Linked DNA regions of Drosophila melanogaster: regions 2 and 3 are each linked to region 1. A link is a contact called in public Hi-C data. All regions are on one chromosome and are shown on one strand. Each heading gives the region's core, a stretch centred on a gene start, on an enhancer-like site or on the middle of the called end of the contact. The rest is flanking DNA. Distances are from core to core; before and after follow the strand shown.

The links. Hi-C and Micro-C count contacts between places; a contact is called where the count stands out from the background.
Region 2: a contact with region 1 is called in a Hi-C map of the Kc167 cell line, with 2.3 times the contacts expected there. The contact joins the promoter of PMCA here to the promoter of Asator in region 1. A contact is called at or near these places in 17 of 107 Hi-C or Micro-C datasets (the Clone 8 cell line, the Kc167 cell line, the ML-DmBG3-c2 cell line and 6 more) and 2 of 6 datasets of contacts at active chromatin or transcription factors (both in the Kc167 cell line).
Region 3: a Hi-C map of the Kc167 cell line shows a contact between it and region 1, with 4 times the contacts expected there. The contact joins the promoter of Ephrin here to the promoter of Asator in region 1. A contact is called at or near these places in 44 of 107 Hi-C or Micro-C datasets (the Clone 8 cell line, the D17-c3 cell line, the Kc167 cell line and 18 more) and 1 of 6 datasets of contacts at active chromatin or transcription factors (the Kc167 cell line).

What each region holds. Positions count from the first base shown.
Region 1 is chr4:483,561-488,230 of dm6, forward strand. It overlaps Asator (asator,), which reads right to left and starts at 2,473. Exons shown (of 14, transcript NM_001272127.1): 1 at 1,650-2,473. The coding sequence starts at 1,672.
Region 2 is chr4:355,949-360,618 of dm6, forward strand. It overlaps PMCA (plasma membrane calcium ATPase), which reads right to left and starts at 2,709. Exons shown (of 18, transcript NM_001201587.2): 1 at 2,602-2,709. Hcf (Host cell factor) reads left to right here and starts at 3,990. Exons shown (of 13, transcript NM_205873.3): 1 at 3,990-4,032; 2 at 4,639-4,670.
Region 3 is chr4:569,812-574,481 of dm6, forward strand. It overlaps Ephrin (ephrin,), which reads left to right and starts at 1,944. Exons shown (of 5, transcript NM_166771.2): 1 at 1,944-2,360; 2 at 3,802-4,617. The coding sequence starts at 3,938. It overlaps ND-49 (NADH dehydrogenase (ubiquinone) 49 kDa subunit), which reads right to left and starts at 1,743. Exons shown (of 7, transcript NM_001272135.1): 1 at 1,724-1,743; 2 at 793-970; 3 at 598-722; 4 at 423-532; 5 at 164-365. The coding sequence starts at 884.

The DNA.
Region 1 (4,670 bases), core at 1,223-3,722:
TTATGAACAAGTTAAAAAGTATTCACAAATATTAATCGCTTTCCTATTGATTTCCTTTTATTGGCGGTGAAGCACTTTTATTGGCACGATGAAGCACATGCCTCAACTTTTATTGACGATGTTTAGCTTTAATTATTTGATTTAAACACAGTACATGAACATAAAATTACTAATCTATAAGATTTGTATGATATTGTATATTTAAGAGTTTTCACGGAATAAAATGCACGTATCGATTTTTAAGCTTCATTGAGCTTTTCCGTCCAAGTAAAGTTCTCTGTCTGAACTCAAAGCCAGCTGACAACAAATAAGCTCCCCTTCCTGGAGGGAATTGCGCATGCTCACTGCAGCAGTATAATGCGTCGGTACCAACTTGACTACAGCTAATAAACGAATAACAGTAAGAACTTTAAAGATGATTTAATTACATTCCTAGTTTATGCCATGGATAGAAGGTCTGATTAGAGCTGCACGTATGTATAAAAGTCAGCGTTTGCAAATAATTTTATAAGTAGAATTTTCAAAAACATAAATAAATAAATTGTCGAACCCATTGATACTCCTGGTGAATTTCAAAATGATCGCAGTGCTTATAACAACATGTAATACATGATACTGGTATAGATTGGATTTGCTGAATAAATTCAGTCAGTTTTTATATATTTGTAAAGTGAATGTCAGGTCGATTTACGTTACTTAATTTACTTGTTTGTATTAGGTTTTGCAGAAAACTACGACCCAAAAGTTGTATAATACTGAAACAAACATTTAACTTTCGATTTCCTATATTTGCTAAGAATTTATATTCGTTAGTAATACAGTTTTGTCCAAGTTCCATTTGAACCATACATTGTATACCCTCATCTTTTGTTTGAATATTGAATTATCCCTTCGAAAGGCATAGACAAAACAATTCAAACGTGGGGAAGATGTAATCTTAGTGGACATGAAATATTATAAAGTATCTGGAAAACAGATAGAAGGCAAAATTTCGACGATATAGAGTATATAAATTATATTAACAGGATCAATAGCAGAGTCGATGTTGTAATATCCGTCCGTTCGTATGAACGTCGAGGTCTCGGGAGCTATAAAAGCGGGACTTGTAACAGTGTAAGTTTCTATAAAACGCTGTCACTCTATAGCCTACAACAAATTAAAAAAAAAAAATTCCACCAATAAGCACAATTTAGAAAACTGGGCGATTTTCTGTACGCTTGCATTATATCAAAGGCCCGCTTAGGACCGAGTCTAGTCGAGTTCATATATATGAAAAGGCTTTCTGAATTTTAGAACGTTTTAAAGTATATAATTGTTGTATTGTTACTGTACTTTTTCTATTCCTGTTAGGTCGAACACACAAAAATTCATTAGGTTAACTGCCGTAATTCCACCGCTAGAGTTAGAAATAGCTGCCGTTCTAATTCAATACTTCGTCAGCTTCGTATTATCGTTATATATTAATATTTATATTAATCGTTATATTTTCCACATTTCCGTCCTACCGTGTGACATATTAACAAAATTCATCGAAAATTAAAAAAAAAATTAACAACACTGCTCTTTTTTTGCATTTTTAGATACCAAATAATTTTCAGTTTTAATTTTCTTACATATATGTTAAAGAAGAGTATGAGTCCAAAACATACCTGAGGTACTCCTGCAAATGCATGATGGCAAAATTCTGTGCTGTCCTTAAACTTAGATATCTTAGAACTTGATTTAATGTATTTTTTTTATTTTCTAAAATATGGAAAAAACTATCAATTTGTATCGGTATTTTCACTTCTTCAAGAACACATATGAGTGTGATTGAAATTATTCATATAATCACGTAGTAATATCACAAGTAACATATAAGGATTACTCAAAGCAGCCTAATCATAACTGTAAGAGCGAATACTTTGTGCGTGATATAATCGTTTGTTGTTTTTAATTTTATTGCAAAACTACTTTAATTGGACGTAAACTGTAATTCTATTCTGTTGTAATCCTGTAAGTAGGTTAATTATTGCTTGAGAGCAATTTACTGTATTAATAATAATCTATACAATTATTTAGATTAGCTCACATCACTTATCGTCTGTATTTATGATTACGTTTATTTACGTTATATAGGCAAATGTGTCTATTTTTATATACTGATTTAATTATAGAGAAGTTCCGTAAAAACGTCGAAAAAATAACAACGCGGAATTCGCGTGATCCACTTGTATCCACATGTTCACATGACCACATTTGTAAATTTATTATTTTTAAGACGATCACATTATAATAAATTTATCAAAACGAACAGCAAAAAGTTGATTTACATTTGGTACTTTAAAATTTGTCTTTATAAAATATTTCTTATTGTCGGCAAACCTATTGTTTTGCACCAATAAAATATTTTACTAAAAGTTGTAATTAAGAAATATATTGTTCTATCAAATGCTTCCCGCTGAATCTTTAGGCATTCTGTGCATCGAACTGATTTTTTAGGTATATACTACGGTATTCAGATATGTGTGTATAGGTGAATAACATAAACAGCTATCTTTAGTCTCCCCAAACTTGCAGCCATTTGAGATGATATCTTCAAGAAGGAATTATTTCAACATATATATAGCGTGTGTTCTTATATAATATATGACATTTTTTAGGAAAGTCGGGAGTAAAAGCTTCACTTCAATTTTGAACATTGCTACGATTATATTTCCGCCTCTATATTTAATTTGTTTGGTCTGGTTCCGTGTTTGAACCTGGGTTAGGACATAAACCACGTTCCAGTTTAATCCAGGGCTAATAAAAAATATATATCTACAGGGGCAATCTCAGAAGATTCTATCCATGGTTTCTCTTGAAAGGTTTTAAAGCATTTTAGACCTATTTTTACACGTAGACTTCAACATCTGTTCTCCGTCAGTCATAGAGTTGCCAGACAATTATTTAATTAATTTAAAGGATTTCCAAAAGTATTGTTCGTAAATAAGTTCGTAAATTTTGGGAAAACCAGAGCACTTAAAAACGAAATCAAAATATTTTGATCAAATCAAATTCGAAAAAAATATACGATTACTGCAGCGTGTAGAAATCGATAGTATATTTTTACTATTTCCTCATATTCCAACACGAAATCTATGGACGGCTCCGTTAATCGATCCATTCGATATTAAATTGTGGTTCTGCAACTGGGAAAAAATTAAGGAATTTACTTGAACTACTCAAAATTCCAAAAGGTGGCGCTGCATGTACATCAAGAATTTTACAGGTCAGCTTATTACTTTTTACATAGTTACTCTGTATGTCTGAATTTTGTTTATGTACGACGAGCCCCTAAAAGGAATTTGATGCAATACGTTTCTCTAAACAAAAACAAAGATTAAGCAAATGAGACAGTTAATTATTACCTGTAATTCAAGATTATAACTGTATTTGTATGTATGTATCATTGGCAGCACCGTATGCTATATGTTAGCAGCGCTAGGATCAAAAATTTATGTATATTATATGAAAAAAAAGGGTTTGTTACCTCGTCTACCATTCTAAGGAGTGAAAGCCCCCTTTAAACTAGTATAATCTATGTCAAAAAGAATACAATAGTAAAATTGCAATCAATTTTGTTGATTACTAGACAATAACTGTGACTCTGGTCCCTAAAGAAATCCTAAATCAAAGATTTCAAGAAGAAGGTCTTCTATGTTGGAAAAAACATATGTATGTCTCCTAATCTATGATTCAGGGACTGTTTTCGTGACCGGATTCCGCAACTGTGCAACGTATTCTTTAATTTTTTATAATTACCTAATTCTATTTACTAAGATATATTGCTGCAACTAAACACGTAATATTTGCCATTTTGAAATACCAGAAATATACAGTATAAATGTGAGGGTTAAAAACTGAACAACGCATAGTTTTCCGCTTCAAATATCATACAGAAAAGGGGTTAAAACGTTTAAATTCTTGTGACAGCTGAATTGATTTTCCGAAAGAACGTTTTCGGTGGTGTGGATGGATTCGACGTAAATGTTAATAATGTGCAACAAAATCAATATTGAAATCAATATAAAAAACTGTACCCAGCAGCAGTTGTTTGTCACCCTCAGTAAAAAAGTACACCCCCAATACATACTTACAAGTGCCATATACATATACATATATGTACATGTTCAAAGTTAAAAACAAAAAATGAAGTTTTATTATTGTATTCTTTATATGGTAGCGTTGCAAACTTCGACTGAAATCAATATACCCTCTACTCGTAGAGTACTCTACTCTACCCGTTACTCGTAGAGATGTGAGTGCGTAACAAGGAGCCTTTCCGATCCTAACTGACTCGACTTGGCCAGGACCGGATGCCCGTCTATCTGTATGGCCATCCGCCATGTCTCTCCGTTTGAGGGCTGCGATCACGGAAAAAACTAGGAAATTGAGATTAGGCATAAGTAAAGCGGACGCAGATCAAGTGCCAGGCCCTTAAAATGTTTTCATTTCTTTTCATTTTAATATTTCTATTTCCACGCCCAGTCTTACTTTTAAATGTTGGCAAGTCAATAATTTTGAAAAATGTTTTAACTTTCTTTAATTTTCTTTTTTCTCTCCAATTTCTATGGATATTTCAGCAATATTTTAAAATATATTTCTAGCTCGTATATCAATGTGGAGAGCAGTCCACGTAGTGACTAAGC
Region 2 (4,670 bases), core at 1,459-3,958, 130 kb before region 1:
ACTGACAATGGATCCGTTGACCATATAATTTCTTTCAAACCGTAACTGTATATATGTACGTAACAATTTGAACGAACTTCGCGGTTTTTGGGAAATGCGGATCAGTTGTCTATATATAAAAGTGTGCCATGCAATTTTTGTGAGCAGTTTCTGAGAGCTGCGCATACACTAATATAATTAAGAAATCTCTATTCAAATTGACTTATTTTAGAAGCCAGACAACATGACAATTTTCAACGTGTAATTCTTAGTGCTAAAATGGCACTTAGTTATTGATCATTTATAAAAACAATAGATTTACTTGTTAGTAAGCTGTTGTCATACAAAAAAGGAACGTGTGTGACGCATTGCCGTGTTCAAGATAATGCAATAAATATCTAGCTAAAAGTAGATCGATCCGATTCGTTTCTTTCCAGGAAATTGTTATTAAATAATCTTATTTTTGTCAACGATAAGCTTCCAATCTGATTAAGACAATGGCATAATACTATTAAAAATCAATTTTGACCGAATTATGTAAAAACTTTAGCATAGCATAGTCAAATATTCTAGTGTCTTTGGCATAGTTGAGTTCACAAAGATATCCTAAGAAATTTTTTTATTTATGATTCATATTTATATATCATATTCTAGCAAGAAAGTTACACAATGGTTTGACTGAGTAGTCAATCTCGACTACACAGTCAAGCTTTTTACACCCGTTTCTCGTTGAACAGTATGTAACAGGCAAAAGGCGTTTCCAAACATATAAAGTATATATTCTTTGATCAGGATTAGTAGCAGAGTCGAACTGACCATGCCCGTCTGTCTGTTCTCAGAAACTTTAAAAGCTAGAAGGTTGTGAGAGGCATATACGCAACACAAGTTTGTTGACCGATGTTGGCACGACCACTCTAACGCCCACAAACCCAAAACTGCCACGCGAACTCTTTTTTAAAATTTCATATTATTATTAGGTCTTGTAAATTTTAATCGATTTGCCAAAAAAATTTTTATCTTTGAGAAATGATTTAATATTTTTGGACTAAATCAGTTGTTTTCGCTATTTCTATCGATACGCCGAAACCATTTTGTCTACGCCCACTCTGACCCCTAAAAACCGCCCAAATTAATCCCGTCCTCATCTTAGAGCAATAAAATAAATTTTATTTCCCCAATTTCTACCGATATTTCCACTTGGACTAGCTGAGTAACGGTCATCTGATAGTTTAAATTACATTTTAAATTCGATGCAAAATTTACGAAGAACATAAACGTATACCTGTTTCATAAGTTATCTTATTTTATTGAAATTTATTGAAAGCTTTCAATTCTGAATCTGATACTCGGTTCAAAAGATTGCGGCGTTTTCAGAGTTCTTCAGTGGAACAAGTTGATCGATTCGGAAATTTCATCATCACGTAATAGAACAGAACTTGCGAGAAGGAAAGACATAAATAGTTTAAATTAACTAACAAGTCAATTTTGATGTTCCTAACATCCAATTTGTATTAATTCTTTAAATTTCCGATTCACTTATTAAACAAGACAGAATCCTATACTCAGCTAGCGGAAATGCGAGCGTAAAATTTGGCATATAGATAGATAGTGTGGAATAAAATGAGAAAAAATTAAAGTGAGTCAACAAACTTGCTCTGCGGCTTTAGAATCTTTATACCGAATCTCAAACATCTTTTATAGTTCCTGAGATCTGGATTCATACGTTCATAGATCGACTCGGCTATTGATCCTGATCAAGGATATATATATATACTTTATATGGTCGGAAACGCTTTTTTCTGCCTGTTACGTACTTTTCAGCGAATCTATTATACCTTTTACTCTACTAGTAATGGGTATAAAAACACTGTTTTCATTTACACAATTGTACTAAACTAAAAGTTTTCATATTGATGAGGTGTGAACGATTTCCATAAATAGAATAAATTCACGCATATGTATGTACGTCAGGGAAGTCATTTTACATGTATCTATTTTAGTTCTAGTTGACAAATATTCGAGCCATTGGCCAAAATTTTTGCAACAATTACATGCTAGTCGGTAACTGGGCCTCACTCTATTTTTTGCACATGTTAAATTTACATATATAGTACACACATAGTACGTGCACATGAATTTTTTGATATGAACACACAGTAAATGAACAGGTGCACAGGAAATGTATCCTATACCGTTGATTCTATATTTCCTAATAAAAACATAAACATACTCAGGGTAAAAGTATTATAAACCCAATCAATTCAAATTCATTGAAATATTCGAGACTTGTTCAAAGGAAGTGCACCCCACCTTCTCTTCACCAACAGAAATCTTACGTCATGTCACGACAAGAGCTACATACATACATATGAATTGGTGTTGGCCATATTGACCATGGAGTAATATGATGAACCTTCGAGCAAATGAAAATTGTACACATTTGGATTTGATTCTGGGCTACTCTATCAGTAACTTTCAGCTTTAATTTCATTTCGAGAACAGCGTATGTTCGGAAAACATACAATATAAAATGATATCATGTTCATTTCCTGGCCCCATTACATTCCTTTGCGTACCCATTCGTTTAACTGTTAAAAACTGCATTTTTTTTGGAATACGTACACAACTAGAAGGCGAAATAATTGTACACGACTCAAGTTAAACGCCACAATATATAGCGAAATATTTAATATAAAGTACTGACACTGTGACGCCTTCCTTTTCAGCAGTATTTATTTTTCCACAGGGAAATATATATCGATATATCAAACTTTTACTATCGAAATCACTTAGTTTTCACAAAACTGTAATATTCTAATATCGATGTATTTTCACATGTAGTGTAAAAATAAATTATTTTATTACGCCGCGCTAGCACAAATGTTCGTGTAGCATATCTCTCTTACGTCGTAATACCTCTTCACTTTTCTTTTTAGTTAAAATGTTAGAAAATCGGTTATGCCTACATATAAGTTTACACTGAACTGCGGCAAAATCTCAGCGCCACAGTTATTTAAAGAGAAGTATTTGAAAGATAGCTGTCCAGCTGTTTGTCTGAATTGTCGCATCAACTTATCTTTTGCTTGCCTATCTTACGTTAGTACTGCGACGATCACCTTCTTATGAGATAAGAGCATAAACGTTTCTTTACACTCGGAAAATATAAATGTAATTGTGTTAAAAATATATTGATTGGCACTATCACATAAAACAAAACCATGTTAAAAGCCAATACATAATTTATTATTTATTAATAAAGTCCATACTTCTGAAACCAAGAAATCGGAACGAGTTTACATATACCATAGGAATATTGTTAAAGCATTTACATATATACATTTAACATTCTATACTCTCTATTCTAAAACACCCAAACATTATGTATAATGCATAAAACTCGTTGAAAACTACATATTTTATTTGTAGAGTAATAGGGTGTACAAAATTCCTTGAAAAGTATAAAACCTTTTTCATTCTTTTCAATACCCTACGGACCATTAATTTTGAGAACCAGCATGTCCTTGTTTCGCTTTTGCACTTTGCATCGATTGAATTAGAAGAGTACAAACAACGACCTGTCCAGAAATTATTGTATATATGTATATGTATGTATATACATATATGTATGTATATCATTTATATATGATTTGATTCATATTCGCACCACAAATATTAATTCGAAAATGATCGTCAAAGTAAACATTATTTCCGACACTAAACCTCACTTAACTTATGTAACAACAATCCCTATCTAGATTTATAAAAGAAAAATTCTCTAGACTTCAAATTATTTGTGTGTTCCATTGCGTATGAACTCATTTCTGTTGAGCTGTTATAAAATTATTAAGTTTCTATTAAAAAGTAATAATATCTTCAAATATTTTTTCTGCAGTGGAAACATAGTGGAATGCTAATTTTGTAAAATACGCTTATATACTGTTTCCGCTTTTGCGGTCAAATAAGTGGGCAATGTTCAGATTTTAGCTTAAGCAATCTATGTATCGATATTTTTCTTCTGTAAGTTCACCTCTAATAAGTAATTGCGTGTGTGAGGTCTCAGTTCGGCTTTTAATTTTGATAATTCTTAATAGTGTTTGTCTTTTTGAACATTAAAAGTGAAAATTGTCGTATAGCATTTAAATATGAACTTCATATAAAATATCTCTCAAATATCAATTATTTTCCAAGATTTGATTGGCTGATTTGTTAAAGTTTTTGCGCGTAGACCTAATCCATTATAGGGAAGCGTCTAGTTCCAGCATTGCCAGGCCAAAATAAATTGTGCATTACATAGAGAATGCCTTTGGGTTTTTAGTATTTTACAATTAAAGGAAACACATAAGCACAAAGCCATTCGGTATATAAATACTCCTTTAAGTATCAGCATACCTTTGTACTAGCTGTTTTTAATGCATTCATATTTAGTATATGGTAATCATTTTTAAACATATTTATTCAAACTTTAAAAACTCGATTTAAACTGTATTTTGAGGAAATTCAGTGCTTTGATCGCAGAAGTTAAACTACAAGTAATAGTTGTGGGTTTTAAAATCTTGTCGGATGCTTTGTTTTTGTTTTGAAAGGTTTTGCATTTATGAAGCTAAGAACTAAATAAGTGTCTTTAAATCGTAATAATATATTTAAATTTTAATTTCCCAGATGGACTACGCACCGTGAAAGGAAATGCAAAC
Region 3 (4,670 bases), core at 694-3,193, 86 kb after region 1:
ATTAAATAGAACTTTTAAAAAGATTTTGTTGCGTAAGATTTATGGCGATGGTGACAATGCTAAATTATAATATATATATACATATATTAAAAAAGCGAAACTATTGAAATCTTCTTAATGACTACAAAGTCAAGAGCAAGAGAAAATTACTTTGTATTCTTACTTCGAATGTACTTAGCACGGAGAGGCACATCAATATTAAGGAGTTTTTCTACAGCCAGAGAGTAGCATTGCTCGTTGCACATCATCGAGACGTAGTCCAGCCGGTCAAAATACGGCAATGCCTGGGTGTATGTCTTGTACTCTATGAGCTTTTCGGTCCCACGGTGCAGCAGCCCAATATGCGGATCGGCACGCATAACGGTCTGCAATAACAGAGGTTTTAATTTACACAAGACCTGTGGTCGATTAACAGCTTAAACCTCTCCATCCAGCTCCAGCACAAGACGAAGGACTCCGTGGGCGGCGGGATGTTGTGGGCCGAAGTTCAAGGTCAGATTACGCACCGACTTTTCGACAGGCGTTACTTTGCCTAGTAGAGGAGGTAAGTCAAGCGATTAGTTCAAGGGTCAGTTTAATATTGGGTTACCAACTAACTGTTCCATGGTGGCACTGTCCAAAGTGATGTGACCTCGTCTGGATACATCACCGGGCCGCTAAACTGCTTCATGAACTCAGGGTCTGGATACCACTTGGCTGCTCCCCGTCGCGTCTCCTGAGAACTAAACAACGAGTTTCCAATTGGACAAATATAAATGATATATTCGAATTATGTAAGCATTTACTATTTACGTTAACGCGGCCGATCCAGCTGCAACAAGTTGTGGCCGCAGCCTCAAGTGTGAAAGTCCAGGAATCAACGTTCTTCTCATTATATTGGCCATCCTGATAGTCAAATTCCTCTATTTATGTTTCTTTAGTAACAATTCAGGAATCTAATACAACCAAATAGTTATCCGCAATCGGAATTCTATCCAAAAAATATCGAAAATTACTTTAAACACCGAATCTCGTACAGCTTATATACTATTTACACCAATAATATATCGCAGGTTGTTGCTTCATGAAAATGAAGTGCAAAACACATAAATTCCCTTATATATATTACACACTTTGTCATCCTGCTCGTTTACCCAAGTTTTTATTTATCTTTATATAATGTTATAAACAATAATTGCAATTAATTTTTCGAAGACCTGAATTTTACATCATCCCAATGAAGCGAATTTTGCGTTAATGGAGCACTATAAAAATATAATTACTAGAGATAATAATGATAGCTTCTGCAAGGCTAAACTTATATATCTTAGCAGTATCTCAGCAGAGCGAATGTGGACATTTAATGACTAAAAACAACGAAACTATTTAAATTCTTTAATTAACAATTGATTTCTGGACTTTTCGTCCGATGACTAAACTTAAGAAAACAAAATTATGAAAACTCTTTTAACTTGAACAAAAATTTTATGCAGTCAAGAACCGGTGCTAAGAGATAGTAACGTAAAAACGGATGATCGGACAGACGGTAGTGCTGACTCGGCTCTTGATACTGACCATATATATATTTACTTCAAATTCTTAACTCTTTCACTGGGTTTCAAACTTCTTACACCAATCAAAATAGGTTCGACACGGGTAATAGATAAATTTTAATAATTATAAAATTATTCTTAAAACATAAAATAGTGCTTAAGCCTAGCTAAAAAATTTACTAGGAACTTACATAATGGTTCTGCTACAACAAATGTCAAATAAAATCTTTATAAGACAGTTTCCTATCAATATGGTATGGTTTTTACTGTGAATATTACTTATAGTAGAAATTCGCATATGTTAAATTCAAAAAAAAAAAAAAAAACCAAACCATTTGACTTATATTATAAGATTATACGGGCCTTTGGAAAAAAATCGCTATCGATTGATTTGTAAAATTATCGATGCCCTTAAGTTTCTTTATACATCGAAAGTTAAAGTAAACATCGTTTTTTGTTCCAGCTCTAAACAAGTTTTTTTTATAGCTCTAGCTCTACAGTATTTATATAAATAATTCTTGTATGTAGTCCAAGTGTAGAAAAAACTAATTTAAATGAGCTGTTTTCGAGTATTTCTCTTCAGACAAAAACCTGTTTGGAACAATTTTTAATCATGTGAAAATGTAATTTTGAAAAAGATGTACCAAAAAAGGAAGACGGTGTTATGGGCATATATGTATATTTTGTGTTTTTATATGTCAACTATGTTATACCAACATATTTGTACCGGATTGTTAATCGTATCGAATAAGAATGTTTCCCCGAGAGTAAGATGTTTGTGTATATATAGAGTTTCTTCTGTCTCCTCGGAGAGTGTGTCGTCACTGTGTATGTATACAGAAATGTCTTTTGGTGTATACATACATATGTAATTGTATAATGCTGTTGGGATGTTTTATCACTTAAACATACAATTTTTAAGAAATATATTGATTGTTCCGTTATAAATTGAATGTCAAGAACTGCAGATCCGCTATATATTGTTGATCTTATGCCATGTTGATTGTTTATGACTATGAATGTTAAAAAATATATTAATATTTCGCCAAGCCATTACCAACCCTGTTTGTATAGAAAATGTACCATACATGTATTAAAATGTAGTATCCCACTTAAATTGATAATTGGTTTGCCGGCCTGTTAAATAAGTATTTTTGATCAATCAGGGTCGAATCAAATCAATTAGGCGGTTTCCAAAGTTAAAGCGAAGTACTTTTAAAAATCTCGTAATCTGTCAGGTGGCGGTAGTCAACATATAAATATTGTTGATCAGCATTAACAGCTGCTTATTTCGCCGACTGCCGCCGAACGCGGCGCAAACAGGATCCCTCAGTCTTAGGCTGTTTGTTTTAAAGATCAACTTGTATAAACTTTACATAAAAATATAAATACGCATAATATGCTACTGTTACATTAAAATGTTAACGCGTAATGATCTCAAAGCTTAGAATGAGTAGATATAATATGTAGTTAGATTTTGCAATGGGTAAACTAATTTCAGTCAGGATTGTCAACGAAGTAAAGGAGGAAATGTCAATAGAAGAACACATATTCTTGATCAGTTTACACAGCCATGTCGATATATTTTTTGTCTTTCTTTCCGTTTGCCAAACGACCTTCGAATTGAAGGTTGAAATCCTTTTATTTTGTAGTTCATATACATATACGGGTCGAAAAAGAATGCCGTTAAAGTATTGTTTCTTTTTTAACTGCCTAGTAAACTTTTTGACGAGATAAATTGAAAAGTATAATTCCGCTCTAAAAAAGTCGGGTTAAATTTTCTAAGAACCCTAGGTATTATATCAATTTCATTTTCAGTATCAAAATTTAATCTTGAAGAGGTGAAAACTAAGTCTACGTTAAAAAGAATACTAGACCTAAATCACAGATGAAAAAGAAACAATAATTTAACGGCCTTTTCAATTTAATTTTTTCGGATTGTTCCTATATATGCATATATATTTATATAGTGATATATATGCACAAAAGTTGTATTATTTAACTATTGTCATCAAAAATTAAATTGCACCTGACTTTATAACGCACTACATATAATTTACTCATTTATAAGAAATCTTTTAAAGGGTAAAGTAAACAACCAAACCGCATAGTAGTCTTTAGTCTGTTGGTGCGCTTCGTAACTATACCGTCCAAAGTGAGAAAATCATGTTACAAGTTACACTGCAGTTTCAGTGTTTTTTTTTTATGCCCAGAATTCGTACACGGCTACAGCGTTTTGTTGTAAAAATTGTTATTTTATTGATTGCAGATGGAGCAAGACACTTTGGTGCGGAATGACACAGATGTAGATGTAGCCAGTCAACATATTCTTATTTCGGAGGTTTATTGTATGCATTTAGCAAGAAAGCTACTAACGATCTAACATCGAAAACATTGCTGGCGGTATGCAAGAACGATCAAAGCAACTGCGTCTTACTGTTTCCTGGACCCAGTCAAAGTCTCAGATTCATGACAGTTGTCAACGTCGGAGCATGTTGGCATGTAAGAGGCGCTTAACTACCAGTAAAGTGCTTGAAGACTCACATCCACCAGTAGCTTTCCCCAATTGCAAATCTCACCGGCATCAGCAACAAAAGGAGAAACATAAAGTTCAGCTATACTCTGGAAAACCTTTAAGCATTAAGCTGTACGTGCCAGGAAGTATTGAGAGTATCCCAAAAATTCGACATAAGGCGCTTACGACAACGAATAAACAGCAACCAGCTATGCATCGAAAGTCTAAGAGCAAAAGCAAGTTTCAAGGTTTTAACAATCTCAAGCCGCTTTATTCACCGAGTAAAAGACAACCACCCGAGAAGCATTCATCAGTACTGGTGGAAGCAGGGATAGAATCAAAGGCATCACGGCATTTTGTTGGTAAAAAGAGGATTAAGAACAGAAACTGTTTGTTATCTTCGCCTCAGCCATCGCCAATGAGATGCAAAATGATGATTCCATTTCCAAAGTTTGGTGCCACATCCTTTGTTACGTTGCTCACTTTAATTTGTATGGAAACTGTTTTGCTCTCCACCATGTCTAGTTGCGCCAAGACTTTTTACATGCATTGGAACACATCGAACAGTATGTAAGTACTCAAATATAGTGGTATACTTAAGCAGCGGTATTATAATTTTATTG